Linked DNA regions of Sus scrofa: regions 2 and 3 are each linked to region 1. The links are chromatin contacts, called in public Hi-C and HiChIP or PLAC-seq maps. All regions are on one chromosome and are shown on one strand. The core of a region is the stretch at or near the end of the contact, and the rest is flanking DNA. Distances in the headings are between cores, read along the strand shown. Region 1 overlaps PDZD2 (PDZ domain-containing protein 2). Region 2 overlaps PDZD2 (PDZ domain-containing protein 2). Region 3 holds the start of PDZD2 (PDZ domain-containing protein 2).

Evidence for each region. Hi-C and Micro-C count contacts between places; a contact is called where the count stands out from the background. HiChIP or PLAC-seq counts read pairs in DNA pulled down with a chosen protein or histone mark.
Region 2: a Hi-C map of skeletal muscle shows a contact between it and region 1, with 4 times the contacts expected there. The contact joins two enhancer-like sites. A contact is called at or near these places in 14 of 47 Hi-C or Micro-C datasets (alveolar macrophages, embryonic fibroblasts, epiblast stem cells and 8 more) and 2 of 2 datasets of contacts at active chromatin or transcription factors (alveolar macrophages and skeletal muscle).
Region 3: a contact with region 1 is called in an H3K27ac HiChIP or PLAC-seq map of skeletal muscle, with 6 times the contacts expected there. The contact joins the promoter of PDZD2 here to the enhancer-like site in region 1. A contact is called at or near these places in 8 of 47 Hi-C or Micro-C datasets (alveolar macrophages, embryonic fibroblasts, fetal heart ventricle and 4 more) and 1 of 2 datasets of contacts at active chromatin or transcription factors (skeletal muscle).

Annotation. Positions count from the first base shown.
Region 1 is chr16:18,083,744-18,086,502 of Sscrofa11.1, forward strand. All of the region lies in intron 2 of PDZD2 (PDZ domain-containing protein 2), which reads left to right. Among named protein-coding and RNA genes, the nearest start is that of PDZD2, 150 kb to the left of the region's middle. Within about 2 kb of position 1,323, at least 6 of the 83 cell types and tissues checked have an H3K27ac peak or open chromatin away from gene starts, as enhancers often do. A contact at or near this core is called in skeletal muscle, where this site is marked.
Region 2 is chr16:18,333,413-18,336,171 of Sscrofa11.1, forward strand. It overlaps PDZD2 (PDZ domain-containing protein 2), which reads left to right. Exons shown (of 33, transcript XM_021077090.1): 27 at 1-172; 28 at 175-1,843. Among named protein-coding and RNA genes, the nearest start is that of MTMR12, 200 kb to the right of the region's middle. Within about 2 kb of position 1,414, at least 17 of the 83 cell types and tissues checked have an H3K27ac peak or open chromatin away from gene starts, as enhancers often do. A contact at or near this core is called in skeletal muscle, where this site is marked.
Region 3 is chr16:17,938,683-17,941,441 of Sscrofa11.1, forward strand. It overlaps PDZD2 (PDZ domain-containing protein 2), which reads left to right and starts at 1,431. Exons shown (of 33, transcript XM_021077090.1): 1 at 1,431-1,564.

The DNA.
Region 1 (2,759 bases), core at 73-2,572:
GCCACAAGCCAAGGAACTACCAGAAGCAAAGAAAGGGACCTGGAGCAGACATTTCTCTAGTACCTCAGAGGGAGCATAGCTCTGCAAACACCTTGATCTTGGACTTTGAGCCTCCAGAACTATGAGACACATTTCCATTGTTCAGGCCACTGGGTTTGCAGTACTTTCTTATGGCAGCTCTAGCACATTAATACATGTAATATTTTGACCTTGTCATCTGTGGCTGGCCAGTTATTCAGACAATTTCCTCCCTGACAAGGCTGCCCTGGAAACTTTGGAGCCCTGTGGATGTTTTTGGAAGAGGACGCTCTGAAAATTGCGTGTGTGTTAAGTGTGGGAGGAGCAGGTGCAAAAAGTAGAAGCTGAGGTCATGGTTGGCTTAGTTTAAAAATTAGCTTTGGGTCAGTTTGGGAAGTTCATCCCTGGAGGAGGAGCAGAGAATTCACAACCATGAACTTGACACTCTTCTGTACCCCAGAACCAGCTCCAAAGCCTAACTTGGGACTGTCCCCAAATTGCAGAGCCCATCCTGCTTTCTCCCCGAGGTCCACAGTTTGCTTGCAGGCTCCCCAAGTAGCTCTGGGAATCCCTCATTCTTTTGCATGGTGACAGCATCATCCTGAGATGAACTTCTAGAGAAATTCCTGAGGTGGGGAGGGATACAGTAATGGTTGATGTCACATGCCCCCATCTTGCAGGCATAGCTGGTAACACATGGAGGAAGGTTTTTGTTTGAGACCTTATCATACATACCTAGTCTGGGGAAGATGAGATTTTCTGGAATGTTCTATTTATATCTTTTTGGTGAAGGGAGAACTGGGAAGATTTTTTAGATTATGTCCTACAAGGAATGTTTGTAACCCCAGTCCCTCCCTCCCTCGGCTGGCTTTCTATAAGTAAACCAGATCTGTTCCCTGAGGACAGATTGTTCCAAATTGGTAACAAAATGTGGAATTAATTAAAACACAACCCACACATGAAAACAAAAACAAGTAGCCTTTTCTGAAAAGTAAAAGGGCCTATGTTTCACTTACAATGTGGTTTTTTTAGGATAGGAACCTCGACTGGACTTTTTGGTACACGAATAAATGTGATCAGCGCACAGGACAAAGAACATGGGCCTCGGAGAGATGGATCTGGCTTCCAGACCCGCCTGCTGTCCTTGTGGGCAAGTTAGCTCAGCCGCAGGAGGTGGATGCTTTCCCCAAAAGAGTCATTTAGTGGATGAGATAAGATGATTTATTTAATGTACTGAATCGGCCTCTGGACCTTGGTAGATTTCAGTCAAAGGTAACTTAACACCCTTCCTGGTCGACCTCAGGAGACCTGATCCCAGGGCACAGCATGAACTGAGAAAAGGCCTTTGAGGCTGAGGGACAGAGAAGAGACTAAAACTCTGGTGGTTTGCTCAGTAGGAAAGAGAATAATTTCCAGCCCAGAATTCAAGGTAATATTCAAGGTGAAGGGAGTGGATACTCCCCGGATGGAAAGGATGCTGATGCGTGAAAGGAGGGGTCCTGGAGCCCCCAGGGCCAGCCTGCACCTTTGCGTTCCTGGGGTGTGAGATGCCCGTGTGGTCCAAGAATGGGGGCCAGGGTGCTGGGCTGGCAAGAGGGCCCAGGGAGCTCATGGTGCTGGGCCAACTGGCCCAGGAGCATTGCTACTGACTGGGTGGACTAGCTGTATGAGTCTGGGCCAGAAGTAACCTTCAGCACACCACCCACTGCCTTTAAATCGTGTGTAAAATTAAATTTAGAGTTGATACGAGCTCAGACTCTGGTTACCCATGGCAACCCTGAGTTCTCTGAGGGTTATAGCCGATTTTAAGCAGAGTGTCAGGAGGCTGCTAGAAGGTGTTAGTTGGAGAAATGGCTGCAGGTAGTGATGTAGGAGATTGCAGAAAGGAGGAATTGCCAATTTTAGCTTGATTACATAGCCTCCGGGACCATTTCACACAAGGGTCCTGTCTACCTGAACATGCCCAGAGGCACCCAGGGCTCTATTCAGGACGGTATAAACAGTAAGAGGCGGTCATCGTGATGACCTCGAACATTCAGGGAAGGTTAAGTTATATTCAGTTTGCTGTTTAAGAAGCCAGAGAAGCGTGTAATACACTTCGGAAAGATTTCCATTCCAGAAGGTTAAAAGGAAAACACGTTTCAGCATTTAAAATTCAATTATCTGGAAACGTGGTCGTGTGGAACGGCCCATTCCCCAAGGATGCCGTGTAAATGGAGCGTTACAGGACCTTACGTTGGAGCCCACCTCATTCTTCTCGGCCTGCTTTCCCCACGTGCTGTTTCACTTCATGTCTTAGTTTCTGGAAGGTCGCCCATAGTGCATCCAAGGCCTGTCTTCTCCTTGTACCAAGGAGGAAACTGAGGCTCCAGGAGCTCGTTTCCTGGGGCCAAGTATCTTCTTCAGAGAAGAGCAAGGACCTCTGTCTCAAATTCTAGAACTTTTGCTTCAACACTACAAAGAGAAACCGATGAAATCTGAAATTTCAAAAAAAATTTTTTTTGGAATTTTACTGTTGACTGTGAGAAACAAATGGAAAATCAAAATTTTGTACATATTTCTACATCCATTCTCTAAATGGATGATATTACAGCTAGAACCTTCCTTCTCAACAAGAGTTTAGCTTACAGCAGCCTCATAACTGTGTAACTGAGGGCCACTGGACTAGAGCTTTCCCTCAGGTCTTTCTGGGCCAGGCGGTAGATGATCTTCTGCCAACGCCTGCCATCTTGTGGTTGAAG
Region 2 (2,759 bases), core at 164-2,663, 250 kb after region 1:
CCCTCGGCCTCGGATACCAGCATCAGGACGTTCACGTCACCCTTGTCCTCCCCCAGGACTCTTCCTGAGCAAGGTGCCTGCGGTAGGCTCCACCCAGCTGTGCACTCAGAACCCAACCGAGGTTGCCCAGCAGCACCCAGGTCTCCGAAGTGTGGACCAGAAAGCAAGGCTCCCCTGCAGCCCCAGGGCCTGCGAGTCCCTTGGCACCAAGGAGTGGGTCCTCGGGGGCCAGCAAGTGGGAAGCCACCCCTCCCAGGCAGGGCCAGCGGCCCCAATCCAGCCACTTGGACTCAGCAGCAGAAGCCACCCAGGCTGGGGTGACTGGTGACAAAAGAAGCAAAGTGGCTGCTGGTGAGCCTCTAGAAAGAACTAACCAGCTGAAAATCATTGAGATCTCTTCTGAAAGGATGCCAAAGAACACATGTGGTGACAAGACAGCTGAGAGTGACAGACAGGGAGAGTTCTTGGCCCAGAGCAACTGTCAGGAGAAGAGTGAAGTCAGGCTCTGTCACCAGTCAGTGGAATCCTCCCCAAATCATCCATCCTCACTGACGCCTCGGACCTCCCAGGGAGAGCTGGAAACGCAGAGATCTTTCACCATGGCGAAACTGACTTCCTCCTCCTCCTCCCCGCAGCTGCCAGCTGGAAAGGCAGATCCCTGCCAGGGAAAGTCAGGCCAGATGTCAGACGCCCTTGGGACGTCCAGGAGCAGTGCACCAGCGGGCTCGGCACTGGATGACCATCCCTACTTCACGCCACGGCCAGCGACCAGGACCTACTCCATGCCAGCCCAGTTCTCCAGCCATTTCAGCCGAGAGGGGCACATCCTGCACAGCCCAGGGCGCACCCCCCGGGACAGCCAGAGCCCTGCCGCTAGCGGGGGCCACCTGGAGGCCAAGGCATCCAGAGGTGCTGTGCTGGGCCTGGTTAATGGACAGGGGATGTATAGCGTAAAGCCCCTGCTGGAGACGTCGAGGAACCTTCCAACCACAGACGAAGGGGATGTCCTTTCAGTGCCGGAAACGAGCTGCCTGCTCACAGACAAAATCAAAGTCACCAGAAGACACTACTACGCAGAGCAGAACTGGCCCCATGAATCTACCTCATATTTCTCTGTGAAGCAGAGGATCAAGTCTTTTGAGAACCTGGCCAATTCTGACCGGCCTGTGGCCAAGTCCGGGGCCTCCCCTTTTCTGTCGGTCAGCTCCAAGCCTCCCGTTGGGAGACGGTCATCCGGCAGCGTGGCTTCCGGGAGCCTCGGCCACGCCAGTGACCCAGTATCGAGGTCACTGAGACGCAGCTTGAGTTCCTGCAGCGAAAGCCAAGGTGAAGCCAGCGCCGTCGTCCCCCCGATGGCCAAGTCCCCGTCGAGCATGATGCTGACCATCTCCCGGCAGAGCCTGGTGGAGGCCGGTAACAAGGGCTCTGACTCGGACCCAAAGAGATGGCTGGGTCCTTCGGGAATCCCCACCCCAGCGGTGACCCCGGCGTCTCCCGCCAAGAGGAATAAGTCCTCCGTGCGTCACACCCAGGCCTCGCCTCTGTCCCGCTCGAAGCTGCAGGAGCTGAGAGCCCTGAGCATGCCTGACCTTGACAAGCTCTGCAGCGAGGACTTCTCAGCTGGGCCGACTGCTGTGCTCTTCAAAACCGAGCTGCAAATCGTCCCCCAGAGGTCACTTGGCTCCCCTCCTGGAGGCCTCAGGGGGTCCACCGCCTTTTCCTGCCCCGTGAAGGGCGCGGACAGGGCCAGCCCTAAAGCCACTGAGCCCAGGGCACCCAGTTCAGCCCCCAATATGAGTGAGATAACCCAGGATCTGCCTTCCGGAAAAAGCTGGTCAGTTAAGTAAGTGTCTGCCCCTCCTCTTTTATTTCTATAAACTTTTTTATGGACTAGTTTTAGATTTATAGAAAGTTGCAAAGGGAGTACAGACTTCCATGTATCCTTCGCCCAGCTCCTTCTAATGTTAACCTCTTACGTGGAGTTCCCATTGTGGCTTAACAGGTTAAGAACCCAACATAATGTCTGTAAGGATGTGGGTTCAATCCCTGGCCTCACTCAGTGGGTTAAGGATCCGGCGTTGCTGCGAGCTGCGGTGTAGGTCACAAATACAGCTCAGATCTGGCATGGTTGTGGCTGTGGCATAGGTCAGCAGCTGCAGCTCTGATTCAACCCCCAGCCTGGGAATGTCCACATGCCGCCGGTACAGTAGTGAAAAAAGAAAAAAAAAAATCTTACATAACCCACGGTCCGTTTGTCAAAAGTAGGAAGTTACGTTGGAAGAACACAAGTAGCTAAACAAAAGACTTGATTCAGATTTCTCTGAATAAATTTCACTGACGTCCTCCTTTTTTTATTCTAGCCTCTAATTTTGTTCTTAATATCATTACAGGAAAAATAAAGAGCCTGCAAGGAAAAGTGTTTGCCAAAATGTTGCTCTAAAGAGAGGCTTCTGTAGGGCAGGGCACTTAGGCAGAAGCGCTGTGAGAAAAATGGCAGGACAGGGGAAGCTCGGGGCCTTTGAAGGTGACTGAAATCTTAACAGGAAATTTCTAGGTTGTTTTAAAATATTTCACTCGAGCCTATAGAATATTTAATATGTCTGAGATTTTCTGTTAAACTCCAGAACATCCCCTAACATCTTGGAGGGATCCCAGAATCCATAGGAATTCCACTGCTGTCGGTAGTGAATGAAATTCCTGTTCAGCATGTGGGATTCTTCAAGCAGTTTGGAATGGGAATTGCGAGCAAAAGAGCTTGA
Region 3 (2,759 bases), core at 181-2,680, 140 kb before region 1:
GTTAACCGCTGAGCCACGACGGGAACTCCCCAACAATATATTTTGAGGTTAGGGTTAGGGTTAGGGTTAGGGTGCCATTTTATTGAACATCTCCTAAGTGCTGTGCTAAGTAGCTATGTTACTGCTAATCCTTACAACACTCCTGCGTGGAAGGCTTTTTTGTTTTTTTCTATGTACAGATAGGAAAAGAAACTCTGGGTGCCTAAGACTGCATAGCTTGTAATACAGGAAGCTTGGATTTGTGCAGAGATTGATCTCAGTGACCTAGTAATAATAAAGGCTGAAGAACAACTGAATTCAAGTCCTTACCCACCCCAACCCCTGCTGAAAACACTATCTCAGAATGCCTTGGGACCACCCTGGCCCCTGATGCTGCAGAATCTGTGCAGGTGATTTATGTCTGTCTGTTCTTCCAAGAGACCAGAGCTTATTGCCTTGCTGGGCAAAGCTGCAGCGGATCCCTGCCCCACCCCTTCTCCATACCCGCACCCCAAGCAAAGATTTCCAATTACTGCTCTGCAGAAAATGTCAAAAGCATTATTCAACTATTCATTATCTCAGGTTTTGTAATTTTTCATATATTTTTACTCTTATCTGCTAGCACTTGAAAAAGCCCAGCTTTTTCCTCTTAAGGGAGCTTAATTTGCAGAGCAATGCGGTCTCCCTATTATGTTCTTATCATCCTCTCCCTGTGGTAGGCAGAATGACAAGGATGACAAAAAAAAAAAAAAAAAAAAAAAACCCAAAATATTTGAGGACCTTCCTGAAAATCCACGGGAATGAGGAATCCGAAAAGCCTGAGGCTTCTGTTCCTCGAGTGACCTGGAACAAGGCCAAGGGCGATTGGCATTAGCTGTCACAGTCTACTCAGCAAGGCCTCTTGGCTGGTTCTCACAGTGACCAAAACCACCACCCTGGGGCCCTGGGACTCTGCCTCAGAGAATTTCTCTGACGGGTTTAACTGGGGGATTAAACAGCTCTTGGGTGCCAAGAGGTTCCTTGAAATTCTCATACCAATGTTAAATTAGCTTTGGTATCCCAAAGACCAGAAGCCAAGGGTGGCTTGGGGTGGCTTAGTCCTTGCCTCATTTCCTTTGGTCTCTCCGCTCCATTCTTGTATTAAAAGGCAATAGACATTTTTCTCAGTGCTCTGTAAAGTGCTGTGCAAAGGCAACTTCCAGTTCCCTAGCTCACTGTCTTCCACCTAGATGGCGCCCTGAACTCCGCCATCTGGAAATTCTGAGCTGCCATCTCCCTGGATCCTTCCCTCCCAGGATCCCCAGGTTTCCGAAGCCAGCGCCCCAGGGCTCCCGGTTCGCGCCGAGGGATTCTGGCGTGCATAGCTCGGGGGAATCCCGCCCACCTTGTCATTCCTGCAGGGGAATCCCCGCCCCCCGTCCCTGTCACTCCAGGAAGGGAGTTCCCGCCCCTCGAATCTACCAGAGGGAGGGAATCCCCGCCCATCCTGGAGGCTCGGCGGATCCCCAGCGCCGCGCAGCTGGGAGAGCTGGCGGAGGAGCAGACTCCCGGCGCCCGTGCGTGCGGCCCCGGGTGGGAAGACGAGGTGAGTGGCGGCTGCGGGGACCCGCCGGGCCGTGGGCGCCTGGGATTGCGCCTCCCGTGGCTGCGGGCGAACCGCGGCGCTGCAGCTCCGGGCAGGCGCGGCAGTGGCACCCGCGGTGGCAGCAGCGGCGGCAGCGGCGCGGGGACCCGCCGGGCGGCGCCTCGGTCCGAAAGCGCGAGGAGCACCCGTAGCCTCCTCCGAGCCCTGTGCAGGTGAAGCGACTGTCCGGCTGCAGCCGAAACGTGGGGCTTCGAATGGATGGGGGCTGAGGGGCAGGTGTGCCACCCCCGAAACCCCGTGCGACTAGGAAAGTTTAGTGACAAATCCAGGTGCGGGAATCCCAGCCCTGGGAGGGCGGTGAGTAGCGGCTCTGAACCCGGGTCCCGCGTTGGGCGTCGCAAACTCCCCGCGCATCCGGCGGGGGATGGGGAGCATGCGGCAGCGGGAAAAGGGCCCGACGGAGGCGGCCAGGGACAGTGGGACAACCTGAGACGCACTGCTGGTGACACTCAGGACAGGGCCTGAAGCCCCTATCCCGGCGCGCGCCCAGGAACCCCATCTCTGGGCCCTCGGCTAGTCCCCTCCTCCAGGGCAGAGGTCCTCAGGTGTTCTGGCTTCAGGTACTGCCTTGGGATCCATCGTCCGGCACTTATTCATCTCTTGCCCCTTCCTGCTTGGAGAAGAGACCTGCAGCGCGAGGGCAGGGCGCGCAAAGAGCAAGGGCATCTTTGGGGAGATTACGGGCGTCTGCCGGAGAGATGGGGAAATCCTGCTCTACCCCTCTCCCTCTGAAGTCCAGTCACCTCCGCTTCCCCCCCCCCCCCCGCCCCCGCCCCCCGCTCCGCGCCTTCTCTCTTTTCTCTTTCCCTCGATCTCTTGGATTTGTGTTGCCTTTCCAGGTCTTTGGGCTGTAATCTTCCTGCAATGCTCAACTGAGTTGGGGGAGGGAGGGTCCAGGGTCCCTGGTGGAGTTTGCCAGAATCCTGTCCTCAGCAACCCTGATCCACCCCGCGAGACCTTGATAAGAGACACCGGAGTGTGAAGAGGACAAGGTCTGGCACAGGCTGGTGGCAGACTGGAATGGCAGGCACGAGGGCATTCCAGAGCTGCAGACGTGCGCTGGGACTGGAGGTGGAGCGGGCAAGGGGCTGTCTCTTGCAGCTTGCGAGGGCCTCTTGCCTCCCACAGATGTAGG